Regions from separate parts of the Bombyx mori genome. Here region 1 is linked to region 2. The links are chromatin contacts, called in public Hi-C maps. All regions are on one chromosome and are shown on one strand. The core of a region is the stretch at or near the end of the contact, and the rest is flanking DNA. Distances in the headings are between cores, read along the strand shown. Region 1 holds the start of Rabb (small GTP-binding protein). Region 2 holds the start of LOC101739524 (egl nine homolog 1).

Region 1 (7,062 bases), core at 923-3,422, 220 kb before region 2:
TATTATAAAATCTAATTTTTTTTAATTCCAGATAATCGCGGGCTATAAAGATAGAGGATTGTATATATGGAAGATACCTTTAAATATACTAAAGGAAATGATTTTATGAATACCTACCTGAATGTTAATAGATTTTCTCACCTTTAGTTGTAGTTGTTATTCATAAATGTAAAGATTTTTTTCTGTAAATAAAAAATATATATATTTTCCAGAGTATTTACTTTCAAAAGCTGTTTTCTCATTAATTCAGCCCTAAGGGCTGAGTCACACCGGAATGGCAGCGGCCGGCAGCTTCGCGGCGAGCACTTTCAGTGTGAAATAATTTTAAACTTTATCTGTATACTGAAAAGATCAGTATCGCTTGAAAAGTCAGGAAAGGTCGCGACACAGCCGCCGCCTGCCTGCGGTGAAGCGAGCAGCCGCGCGCCACGTGCGTCTTGTCGGTCGTTCTGCCCGCGGCTGCCAGCGGTGACACAGGCCGCTCGCGGCACCGCCGTCATATATAATAACCAATTCCATCACGTTCACTACAAACACACGAGTATTATTGCCGAATGAAGAAACTAAACTAGTCAAGAGGAGACTAGGCGCGTGCAGTCGAGAGGCTGCCAGCGGCGACGCCGGGAGCCGCTGGCATCGCCGCCGGCCGCTGCCATTCCGGTGTGACTCGGCCCTAAAGCGTCCAAATATTAGGAAACACTGTTCCCTGTTACAATCGTATTATGTAGAAATAATTAACGATTGTCCATTAACCACTATAGTTATAAATGTGGCATTGAAAGCATTTAAGCATTTTGTTGTGCAGTCATAATGTAAAACCAAATTTTAGGTACCTACCTATGATGATAATTTCTGAGAAAAAACAAAAGCAAGCTTTTTGGTAAGATATTGAATAAATGTTTGAAAAGTGGTATATTCAATAAAATATGTGAAACTTATAGTATTTTTTTTATATTTGGTGTCTACGATGAATGATGACTAAACCCGTTTCTAATATAACGGTTTATAATGATTAACTTATTATTTAATTACAAATTATAACTCATGATATATTAGTCATGTCATGGCCTAAAGGCTGTGCGCTCGTGAGCTCGTCCACCCACCTAATCGAAAAAAAACAATAGTGCTCATAAACTGCTTCTATATGTAATGGATAATTTATTAAACTCAATTCGTTTAATGTATGCTTTTTGTAAATATTGTAAATACCCTGGGAAAAACATTTCGATAAAAAATAAGGCAATCTTTGGAGCACAATGTTGGATTTTAGTCAATTAATAATTAATTATTATTTTAGTTTTTTATTGCTTAGATGGGTGGATGAGCTTACAGTTTACCTGGTGTTAAGTGGTTACTAGAGCCCATAGACATCTACATCGTAAATGTGCCACCCACCTTGAGATATTAGTTCTAAGGTCTCAGTATAGTTACAACGGCTGCCCTTTCCTTCGAATCGAAACGCATTACTGCTTCACGGCAGAAATAGGCAAGGTGGTGGTACCTGCCCCTGCGGACTCACAAGGGGTCCTTACCACTAGTAACTATGCAAATTATATTTCTGCGGGCTTGACTTTTATTACACGATGCTATTCCCTCACCGTGGAAGTCAATAGTGAACATTTGTTAAGTATGTATTTCATTAAAAAAACTGATACCCGCATGCGGGATTCGAACATCGTTGCATCAGTAGATACGAATGCACCGGACGTCTTATTGTTTGGGCCACGACGACTAATAAATTTCAAGCCTAAACTTATGGTGAATTGTTGACGTGAAATAAATAACCCATTCTCACCAAGAAAATCAATTAACATACTTCGACAAAACTTGAAAAATATAAAAATGAATAGTATAATAATTGAAACAGTAATATTTCAACCAACATACATTCATTTTATTAACAATTTTATAAGAACTTTACATTTTAGAGTAAGTGGTTAAAATTGGGGCCTTTACCTTATGTACATTTCCGTGGTCTACATTTTGCTAAATATGAGCACTGACTGCCCTACGCAAAAAGAAACAAAAAATCGACTAAAGGATTAGTCGATTCCTAAAAAAAATAGTTTTTGAACGCAAATTAATTCTTGCCAAGTGGCACTCCTGTTTAAATCTGACTTACGTCAGTGGGTGTTTCGTTCGGCGGCCATTATCCTACGTAGAATTAATTTTTTTTCGCTATTTAGTACTAGAAACAAAGAACTTAAGTGCTTTCGATAAATTCGACAACTAAATTGTGTGAAAAACAATTACTAGTACAAAATTAAAAAAATGAATCCAGAATAGTGAGTATTACATCTGTAACATGGCGATTTCATGAACAAGGATGGGCAAATATCACGTCTCTGTATCCTCATTATAAAATTTGCTTCATTTTTTACAATATTACGAACTACATTCACACCATAAGATATAGTTTTTTAATTTACAGTAATAGCTATATTGTGATGAAGGGGGTGAGTCATTGTGTTCGTGGTAGGTACTATAGTAATAGTGAAAACGTAGTCATTCGTATCGTGAATGGCGTATTTGATCTAAAATTTTATCATCGCATTTCCTGGATTTCAATTACAGCTTGTACACTTCTGTCAAAAAATATACGACGTTCCTTTGTTTGAGGATACAGAAGTTACGCCTCCTAAGGACATCAATAATTCTTCCAGTACAAACTGCATGATTTGCCCTTGACACGCACAGTATTTGTTTTAAAGTATATTTCAATTATTGATTACAGCGACTACTTATTCAAACTACTCCTGATTGGTGACTCTGGAGTTGGGAAATCATGTCTGTTGCTAAGATTCGCTGATGATACGTACACCGAGAGCTACATCAGTACTATTGGCGTGGACTTTAAAATTAGGACTGTAGACTTAAATGGCAAGACAATAAAGTTACAAATATGGGACACAGCTGGACAGGAGCGGTTTAGAACCATCACCTCATCATACTACAGAGGAGCACATGGAATCATCATTGTATATGATTGCACAGACCAGGTAATTATATGATCCTACACTAATATTTTCAGAATAAAATATCACATCTTAAGAACAAAAAAAACATTGTTTATTTTCTTTTTTATACTAAAATAAATGTTTAAAATAAGTATTTTATAAAAAATCTCGAAAGATTATGGTTTTAAACAAAGAAAACAAAGAACCAACATTTGACACATCTAAATTGCACAAAGAAGATTCACAAATTCAAATGTAAACTAAACCATTATTAATAATTACAAAATCTAGTATTTTCATTTGGAGTACATAGTAAAATTTCTAAATAAATTAGAAAATTGTTTATGCAAACAATAAATGAGAAAATAAAAAAAATTGGCATTGATCCAGTTCTCCAAACAAAACACTGAAGTGTAAACAATCAATGCAGTGAATCATATTAATCTATACCTCTCCTCCTACCTCTCTATATCTATACTGTTCAATATTTTTGGTGTTGATAAAAAATTACAATTTGCTTCACTTGTAAAATTTGAACTAATATTAAAAATATGGAACTGGATTTTTTAACTATTAGACACAGTTGACTTTACGTTTTGTATTTCTTATAACTTTTTATTTCCTTACTACAACTATTATAACTATTACACATTTAGAAAAAGACATTTCATGGTTGAAAATAATATATAGTTTAAAAAAAAATATATATGCTCTATGAATGGTATTTATTAAGATAATTTGCAAGTTCATTAGATTAGAGCAATGATACCATATCAATGTATGGTAATATATAAATAAATTTGCACACATTAAGATTAATATGACTATTATTCAAATAAGATTAAATTTTTGAATTTTTCTGTGAGAAAATCTAGTAATAGTGTCCTATTAAAAAAGATGCTCATCATTTGAAAATTCATTGTGAACTATTTAAGAGATTTACAGAAGCTGTAGAGTACATCAAAATATAATAGTTAAGGTCAATGATTAGTAGTTTGGCACATCAAATTTTACTAAAAAAACTCATCTTTTATTCATTTGGAAAAAAGTATTATTAACATAAAAATATAATGTGAAGACAACATTATTATAACCTTGCGTTTAATATTATTTAAATTGAAGCATTATAATTTTTTGTATTGATTGATTGATTTATGTAATTGTAATATATATATATAAAACAGTCAAACAATAGATTACAAGCAAAAGTGTAAGTTTATTTGTAACCAAGATCTCTAAAGTGTTCAATATTGTGACCAAACTTTCTAAAGTGACAGCTTACTAACTAGTTAGTTTTATTTCATGGGTCATATATCAGGATTACCCTTTTTTTAAATCAAAGAAAAACTTTCTAAAAAAATATATATTCCATTACAGGATTCATTCAGCAATGTGAAACAGTGGTTAGAGGAGATTGATCGTTACGCTTGTGACAATGTGAACAAACTGCTCGTCGGTAACAAGTGTGACTTAACCACTAAAAAGGTTGTCGACTTTAGTACAGCTAAGGTAAGTTATGAATGAATAAATACGTCTGTAAAGTAACTTTGTAACCAATTATTTTAGATGACTGAAAGTGGTTGAAGCTAGCTACTGTATGAATACACATTCACATTTGAGCTTTGTTTGTCACTACATATGTATATGTATGTATATTGCTACTGATGTAATGCTTATTGCACAATACCTAATCAATAATTAATGAGTAGTACTCTACATGTTGTCTTTGATTCTTTGTCTGGATCATTTACTTTGTGTGCAATTTTTGTTTGTGTTTTAATAAAATTTAAGAGAAGCATGTTTCATTGTGAAATTGAGTGACATTTGTATTTTATGATCTGGTAACCTGTAGACTAGTTGTTAACATAAAGAAACATATGTAATAAAAGATCTAAAGAATCTCCCAATCAACAGCATTTCGGTCAATTCATAGTACAACAATGTGTTCCACTTGTGTAAACATCATTGCTAAAACTGATAGCTGATGTTATTTCACAAAGCACAAATATTTATCAATAGGGGTGTCATGCAAGCTCATCTCTTTTAAATTTGGTATAAAAATTATAGCTTCCGCTTCGCTTCAGGGATCCGTTCGCTGGTTCGCTTCGGGTAGTTCCGATTACTGATTGACTGCGTGCCATCTTTGCAACGCTTTTATAGTCGATACGACATCCTTAGAATTGTCGAGAACATTCCTCACAGGTCGAATATTTTCGATTTGTGTTTCCGCTATCTGAAAATAAATGGTGTTGTACTTCTCGAGCATTCTAGATGTTATTAAATCCTTTGATATTCGTTTCGGCGATAGATGGCGTTACTCTTATCGTCGTAACAATATGGATCCATGTAAATGTTCTTTTTTTAAATATCTATACTAATATATAAATCTACAATGGTTTTTACGGATGTTCCATTATAACTACTGAACCATGCAGCTGATCGACTTGAAACATGGTATCCATGTAGAAAATACGTGTACTTAATGGATAGGCTAATATTTATATGAGTGTTGGACTACGTACACCAGTTGCGGGGGCGTTAATGATGAGAATTTTTGTGGGGGGGGGGGGTGAGAAATAATAATGTTAATTTTAAATGCCCAGCGAAGCGGACGGGTACAGCCAGTTATCTTTTTTTTTATTGCCCTTGTAGGCCGACGAGCATACGGCCCACCTGATGGTGAGTGGTTACCGTCGCCCATGGACTTCAGCAATGCCAGGGGCAGAGCCAAGCGCGCTGCCTACAAAATTATCTAATATGTGGTTTTAAATATGGCAGCAATATGCGGAACAGCTGGGCATTCCGTTCCTCGAGACGTCAGCGAAGAACTCTACGAACGTTGAGCAGGCGTTCATGACGATGGCGGCGGAGATCAAGGCGCGCGTGGGCCCGCCCTCCACCGGCGCCGCGCCTGCCGGCCACGTCAAGATCGATCAGGGACAGCCCATTGACACCGGCAAGTCCTCGTGCTGCTGAATACTGCCTGCTTACTCACGAGGTAACCACCGCATCAGCCCGCTGAGTTTCTCACTGGATCTTCTCAGCGGGTCACGATCCCGATCCGGTAGTAGATTCATTCGCGAAGCAATTGCTCTTGAGTTGTTAGGTCTCCTTCGGAGGCGCTCGGGCGGTTGTTAGCAAATCCCACCCCTCCTGGCTGAGCCTTGCTCGCCCACCTGTCCTGGTGAAACTGGAAAGGCCTCCGCGCCACCAGTAATACTTCAATCATAAAAAAAAAGTAACCACCATCTGCCATTTACAACTGCTCTTATCACTTCATAAATGTTGATCGATAAGAGATAGGCTTTTACTAAACGTACTTGACAAATGTTCTCGATTGACTTCCACGGTGAAGGAATAGCGTCGTATAATAAAAATCCAAAATTATAATTTGCTTATTTACCGGTGGTAGGACCTCTTGTGAGTCCGCACGGGTAGGTACCACCACCCTGCCTATTTCTGCCGTGAAGCAGTAATGGGTTTCGGTTTGAAGGGCGAAGCAGCCGTTGTAACTATACTGAGACCTTAGAACTTATATCTCAAGGTGGGTGGCGCATTTACGTTGTAGATGTCTATGAGCTCCAGTAACCACTTAAACACCAGGTGTGCTGTGAGCTCGTCCACCCATCTAAGCAATGAAAAAAAACCTATTAACCTCTTTATGTCAACCACTCGTGTTTTTATTTGCTTTAAACAATTCCCTATTGGCAGCGTGCGTGCGTGACGCGAGGATAGAGACAGACGAGGACAGTTCCGGTCACACCCGCGACACTACAACAATGAAATTACAACAAAAAAATATCGCAACATTACGATTATAAATAAATAAATTTAAACAATTTTGTGTGACGCCCGCTCGTCCACCGCTAACGTTATTTAGTTGCTGTCAGGTTAAAATTTAGAATGAAAAAAAAAACGATTAAAAAAATATTTACAAAAAAAACGGTGTAGTGTATGAACGTATGTTCGTACACGTGTTTATATATATAATGAATATCTTAGGTTAATTTTGTGCTGTTTCCGGTAAGAAATTATGATTCGATAACTGAGCGACGTTAGGATGTGTGTGCGCAGTGCGATGGTTGGAAACACAGGTATAAAGCTG
Region 2 (6,985 bases), core at 2,659-5,158:
GAATACAACATTCCCTATTACAAGAGATCTAGCTCGCTTTGTCGTTTCCCTCTTTCCACGGTAGAGTAGTTCGCGAAACGCTCTGTCTATTTTCTCACTCTCACTCTTCCTAAATTGTATCTCTTCTCTCTAGCCGTAACGAATCTGTCGCGAGTTAAATTTTACTCTAAGCTCGCTTAAAGAAGTTTCACTTCAAAATCTGTAGCAATTTGTCAAAAGCGTACTGCATGTGTACAACAGGATCCTTGTCATTTACCCTGTTTGAAAATTCACGCAAATTGATGTTAATATTCTATATCTTTCACAATCTTTCGTTTAAGCTACTTACCTACACGAAATTGTAAATTTAGTCAAACATACAAAAAGTGATTCTAGGGTCCAATTAAAATTGCCTAGAGTTTTAGTATGGCGATATTAAACTATCTTTAAAAGACAAAAATAACTAAAATGACAATCTTTTTTAATCTAAATTGTTGGGAAACAGTTCAAGCATGGCAACACAAAACTTACGACTTTACAGTAGTGTTGCCACACATCACATTACTCGAACATTGGTAAATAAATTTAGACATTGTCATTGTTTGTTCATAGTTAATTTGAAATACAATTCATTTTATGTCCAACCCACACACATAGATTGGCCTTTATGACTGTGATAGCCATATTTCATTCATATTAAATGCTAGAGGATACCTTAAAATGGTAATGGTCAACAGACGACTTCCTTTAATAACATCAACAATAAATCAATTAGCCAGAGATAAATACGGCCGTTATCGGAATTACACGGAAATAAAAAGCAAACTTAGATTGAAAAGTCAAAATAAAATAATTTTCCGTGCACGGTTATAACCTTATAACCACGGTTATAACTTTTACAACCTGATGTTCGGGTTTACGCCTCCTATTGCAATATTGGCTATCGAAACAAAAAATTCTTGCGTTGAAAATTCGTCTATTTAAAGCACTATTATATACAAGACTTTCAATTCATCAAACCGTCCGAATTACATTAAAGTTCTACAAAAAAACTAAGTTTAGTTCGCAATACGTACACCTAACTTAGACACACAGACAGATAATTTTCAGACGCCAACAATCATTAAAACGCCGACTCTAATTGAATCCAAAGAGAAATACATAAAAGCATTTTTTTTCTTTCTTTCTCATAAAATAACTTAAGTTTCGTAAGTGTAAGTACTCATAGGGAAGTGCAGAAGCGAGGGTGGACTGTTTACATGTGCTCTCTCTTTTACGCTCCCCTAAGTTCCTTTCGTTGGGTCTCGCTCTTTCATTCTATTCCAAACGTTATGTTCCACTGAGCCTTTTCCAAAAGAACGTGGCTCGACGTAGAACTAATCTAGTCTATTTTTCATTCATAATTTAAAAAAATAAACTCATATCATCACAAATAAGCTTCCATTCATTATATTTGTTGTTAATAAATAAAACGTACGTAAAATTCTAAATAAATTTAGAAAAATATTAGGTTTATTGTATGCATTAAATAGAGGTAATTAATTCTGAAGGGACACATTTTCATTTGTTAGATCCAAAAAAATCTAGACTATAGTATATTCAATGTATAGTGTGTGCTTTCAGAATTATTTTATACCTTGAATATTTATGGTATACTCACTAATATCTCTATATTAAATTTTCTCTTGAAATGATCGATCGAAAGAAAATAGTAGTTTAAGAATATAAATTTATATCTAATCATGTATTATCGAAAATTGGATAAATCGTTTTATGTATTAAGTATTTGTGGTTTTATTTATGCCTGATGTAATTTACAAGTAATACACAAAATCTTTACAAAGAAAACCTACTTCAACAAAATAAAATGGACACTGTCAACGTCCATGAGTGACGGTAACCACTTACCATCAGGTGGGCCGTATGCTCATCTGTCTCCAAGAGCAATAAAAAACCAAAAAATCGATTAAATATGAATTAATAAGGATAACTCAAATACTATTGATCTGGCGACCATTATCAGATATTTTGAATGAGAGAATCCACCAGCTTTCAAATAATAATAATAAATCATCAAAATCGATTCAATTAGAAGAAAGGTCGGAAAACACACAAAAAATACACTCGAATTGAAAGCCTGCTTCCTCCTTTTTTGAAATGATTAAAAAACCTCGAGAGAGTTAGTTATAGTTAATCGATGTAAAATTGCTAGTATCTCGTCACGAATTAGGCGCGGTAACATTACCGTGGGCTTCACAGGCCAAGTACCTAGGCATCACCCTCTATAGAGTGCTGACGTTCGGTCCCCACATTAAGTAAGTACTCGACCGAGCCACGTTCTTACTCTGTCGACTCTACCCCATGATCTTCAAGCGAAGTAAATTGTCCTTTCGCAACAAGATGACACTTTACAAAACTTGTACACGTTCGTCTTGACCTCTGGAAGTGAATTATTCGCTAGCAGGTGCAAGGTTCGCTCTGCAGGTCATCCGATCGCATTTCTGCTGGATAGCCACTGTTCGTGAGGAAAGTCGACCTACACGACGACCTGAGCTTCGAATCGATCCAGAAGCACCTGAAATTCGCATCGGAACGCTACTTCGACAAGGACATGCGTCATGATAATCGCCTAATCGTTGCCGCCGCTGAATTGTCCGCGACTCTGACTCACGCAGGAGCTCGAGTCGAGTCACCGTCGACGCCCTAGCCACGTCCAAGCTTTACGATCCGTATTAGTTCTACTAACTCTATTATTATACGCTTGCAGCTCTGGTACTAGGAGCAGGCTCAGGGACCCTGGTAACCGTACTCGTCGAACTCGGCAAAGTTTTCGACGTGCAACCTAACCCATACATCAGTCCGCTGAGTTTCTCGCCGGATCTTCTCAGCGGGTCGCAATTCCGATCCGGTAGTAGTAGGTGCATTCGTGAAGCACCTACTACTACCTTGAGCTGTTACTCCACCCCTCCTATCCTACCCCTCCTAGGTGAGCCCGTGCTCGCCCACATATCCTGCTGAATGGTGAATCTGGAAAGGACTCTGGATCAAAGTAATAGTTTCTTTTTAAAAAAAATGCAATATAAAAAATGAAAATAAAAACAATATATTAAAAAAGATTTTTTAAATCTTAGTTGTAATGATTTTTTTCTAAAAATACTGCAAATTTTTATTTTGAATATGGCAGTTTAATTAGTGAAGACAGTATACTAGATCGCGCCAAACCAAAGAATAAAGTAATGTTAGGTAATAATAATTAAAGAAATGAATACACTGAATTTAAAACATAAACCGGAAACGTGTACAATCTAACCGGACTACTTCACAGATGGCAACCCTGTCTTTCTTAAATTTTACAATTTTCCGCGTTAGACTAGCGTGTGTAATGTAGGCCTAGAAAAGCCCCACCCTTCTCCAAATACTTTCCCTGAATATTTTTTATTGTGAAAAACCATACGCCTAACGACTAAACTTTCTCGTTTATTTATTTGAAGTCGGTAAAAGAAAAGAAAACCGTATTGGACTGCAAGATTACGTTAAAGTAAAATTGAAGATGAAGCCATAAATCTTCAAAGTTATTTTATTAGTAAATTCAACAATATAAAAAAGTAGTATCTCATGGAATCTTGCAATGTCATAGAAATTATCAAATAGAAATAGAAATAATCATGATTACAGAGGATACTCATATATTGGATCGTAAAGTTGCTCTTTTAGTCGATTTTTTTTATACTTAGTAGATTTTTCATAATTGTTATAGGGAATGCGTGAATCAGTCGCTATACAAGTCAAAAAGCTTCTTTTATGTTAGTCTAATAATATAAATACTAATTTGACAAAAAATAATACGGAAAACCTTAAAATTTAATAACATTATCTCTAAATTTGAAGCTAATATTAAATAAAATACTCAAAACTTTTAAAAATAAGTGCACTACTTGACTCTCATTCATCTGTCATGTCGATGACATACAGTTGACAAGTTGCAGGGCCGGCCCTTGGTAAATTATTTCAGAATGAATCAGGAAGGCGGGCTCGCTTGTTGCGCCGTATGCAATCAAAAAACTCAAAGAAGATGCGCAAGATGCCTCAATATTTACTACTGTAATACGGAACATCAACGACAGGACTGGAAGAGACATAAAAGTGAATGTATACCCAAATTAACGAAGCAGCTTGCAAAAAGTGATAATTTTGGTGAATGTTCAACTGTTACCAAAGAAGCTGCTAAGGAAATTGGAAACATTGCTCAAAATTATCAGCATGATGTTACGAAAGTATGCAATGATGGTGATGTAAGACATTTAAAAAAGTCAAAGACTAAAAACGAAAAAAAAAGTGTTTCCGAGGGTAGTAGTGTTAGTAAACAAAATAAATTTGACTTCAAGAAAAACATACAACAAACACAAAACAATAAAACTACATCGTCAGGACAAAGCGATAGCTCTGTGATTTCTAGTGTAGTGTTCACCAAGGAAGATTTGAATAGTGAAAGTGCCATAACTTATGAGGGTTCCTCAGAGAAGGAAATATTGAACGAGTCAGTACAGCAACTTAGTACGGTGGACTTCTCCACTGCGACTGGATCTAATGTGTTGAGAACCATTAACAGTACAGATACAAATATGCCCATTCTTCCTGAACCGACAGCCCGGGTGAAGGAGTACCCTGAGGCGTCATTGAAGGGAAGCGTGGCACCATTTAATCACATGCTCAATAGCTATTACATGGATCCAAGTGATCCATTCTATGAAATATGCCAGAGAGTGATCCGGGACATGACTCAATATGGTGTTTGTGTTTTGAACAATTTCCTGGGAAAAGACCAAGGACTATTAGTATTAAATGAAGTGTTAAAAATGTACAGATCAGGAATATTCACAGTAAGTTATTCATATTTATTTTTGTTGAAATGTTTTCTTAAAACAATAAAAAAAAAACTTTCTATGAAGTAAGATCATTTGAGACCGACAAACAAAATAATGATTCTCTGAGGCTCTCTGAATCCTTAAGATGAACTTTAGATGATCAATATTTGCTTAAGTTAAGACCACCAAAACAAATTTCTGACTCAGATATTTTATTTATTTATTCTTACATTAGTATAATCATAAATCAAGACCTTTAAACACATAGTTTTTGATAATTTTAACCTTGAGACATGAGGTAAAGCTTAAACCTAAATTTGCAAAAACAAATGGCCTATTTATCCTTTGAGTTAGGATCTAGATTGATTTAAATCTTCTGATGATTTGTCTACACCATACTTGTGAATTTTCACATATAAATGTAATTTGCGAAATTTTAAGCATTTCGCGTTACTGATTTTTATTATCTCATTTATTAATGTTATGTTGTCTTGCAATACGTTGATACTTAAGATAATGTTGGTATAGTGTCACCAAAAGCTTGGCTATATGTTGTGTCATCTGTTTTGAAGGTAATATAAAAACTGGTAGATTTATGACACTTAAGATTTTATTATCAAAGCATAAATAATGAAAAGTTATTCAGACTATTATTGTAAACCACATCTTGCAGGATTCATATTATGAGTCATTGTTTTGCAATTTAAAATAATAACAATTAGTATTGAAAAGCCGTACCCATTGAGTGTGATTGATAACATAAAGATCAATAAATTTTACAATACAATGAACTTTAGCTGCAGTTCAATGTCCTGGAAAAAAACACTATCGAAAGGTGACTATGGTGTCATAATATACCTACCATTGAATATCAGGTGTATTAAACTCAATTAATGTATTGTAGAATTGTTGAAAAATTTACAGTACAACATTGAGAGACAAAATCGGATAACAAAAAAACTGAATAAAGTTTAAATAAATAGTAAATTAATCTATTAATTATATAAACATATGTTAATAACAATTAATAATATAATATCATTTAAAACATAGTATAAATGATATAATTAGTTAGCACGGGTTATCATTATCATCATAGTAGATTGACATTTTGACAAATTTATAATAAATTTGTTTTCAAGTTAAAATATTTTATAGTTATTTTTAGCACTTCTTATTTTATTTTTATTAGTAACAAAGCACATTATTTCCTTATTACTAATTAAACTATTAAGAGTTGTAGATAGATAAAGTACTTATGTAGAAATACTTAAAAAGGAGACTCAACAAATTTCATCATAAAATAACAGACTAGAAACTAGTAACCTATAAGAATAACACTCTAACTAAAGAATAATTAGTAACAATTGAAACTGAATAATAATATGATGATTTACTGTAATGAGACTTGCTCTAGGTTAGTTCCCTCTCTCACAATTTTATAAGCCTAAGCCACTAGAAACTGGTGGTAGGACCTCTTGTGAGTCCGCACGGGCTGGTACCACCACCCTGCCTATTTCTGCCGTGAAGCAGTAATGCATTTCAGTTTGAAGGGTGGGGCAGCCGTTGTAACTATACTTGAGACCTTAGAACTTATATCTCATGGTGGGTGCGCATTTATGTTGTAGATGTCTATGGGCTCCAGTAACCACTTAACAGCAGGTGGGCTGTGAGCTCGTCCATCCAACTAAGCAATAAAAAGGAATATATAAATATACTGTGTTCATCTCATTTGTTTTCACCTGATTGGATCATATAGAACTTTAAGATTCAGAATACTCCTTCCTGCATGCCGACCCTAAATCCTTTAAGTCAGGGACATAAAAAATAAAAAATAAAAGCCTTTTGTTTAATCAATGGCGGATCCAGGGGGGGGGGTCATGGGGGTCATGACCACCCCCTGAGCTGGTTCCAGGACTTAGGTGGACCACTAATTGAATATAATGATTTTATTTATATATTTTGTCACCATACAGATTTTATGTAACTACATACCTTCAATATTTAATTAATTTAATATAATATAATAACTTTGTATAATAGCAAACGTCTGGGAACGAACGCATCTAAATTTGACTATGTGACCCCCTCTTGGCGCCAAAGCTGGATCCGCCCTTGTGTTTAATTGTTATATCTGTATA

What was found. A called contact is a pair of places that touch in the nucleus more often than the background predicts.
Region 1: a Hi-C map of posterior silk gland shows a contact between it and region 2, with 2.7 times the contacts expected there. The contact joins the promoter of Rabb here to the promoter of LOC101739524 in region 2. A contact is called at or near these places in 4 of 7 Hi-C or Micro-C datasets (middle silk gland, posterior silk gland and whole pupa).

The regions. Positions count from the first base shown.
Region 1 is chr25:10,114,428-10,121,489 of ASM3026992v2, reverse strand. Rabb (small GTP-binding protein) reads left to right here and starts at 2,172. Exons shown (of 5, transcript NM_001043545.2): 1 at 2,172-2,285; 2 at 2,735-2,999; 3 at 4,335-4,466; 4 at 5,736-5,955; 5 at 6,669-6,861. The coding sequence starts at 2,272. The coding sequence ends at 5,933. It overlaps LOC101740758 (putative uncharacterized protein DDB_G0282133), which reads left to right. Exons shown (of 7, transcript XM_004921836.5): 7 at 32-207. The coding sequence ends at 109.
Region 2 is chr25:9,896,934-9,903,918 of ASM3026992v2, reverse strand. It overlaps LOC101739524 (egl nine homolog 1), which reads left to right and starts at 3,908. Exons shown (of 7, transcript XM_004921742.5): 1 at 3,908-4,859. The coding sequence starts at 3,993. It overlaps LOC101741191 (kielin/chordin-like protein), which reads left to right. Exons shown (of 24, transcript XM_012689612.4): 24 at 1-1,762.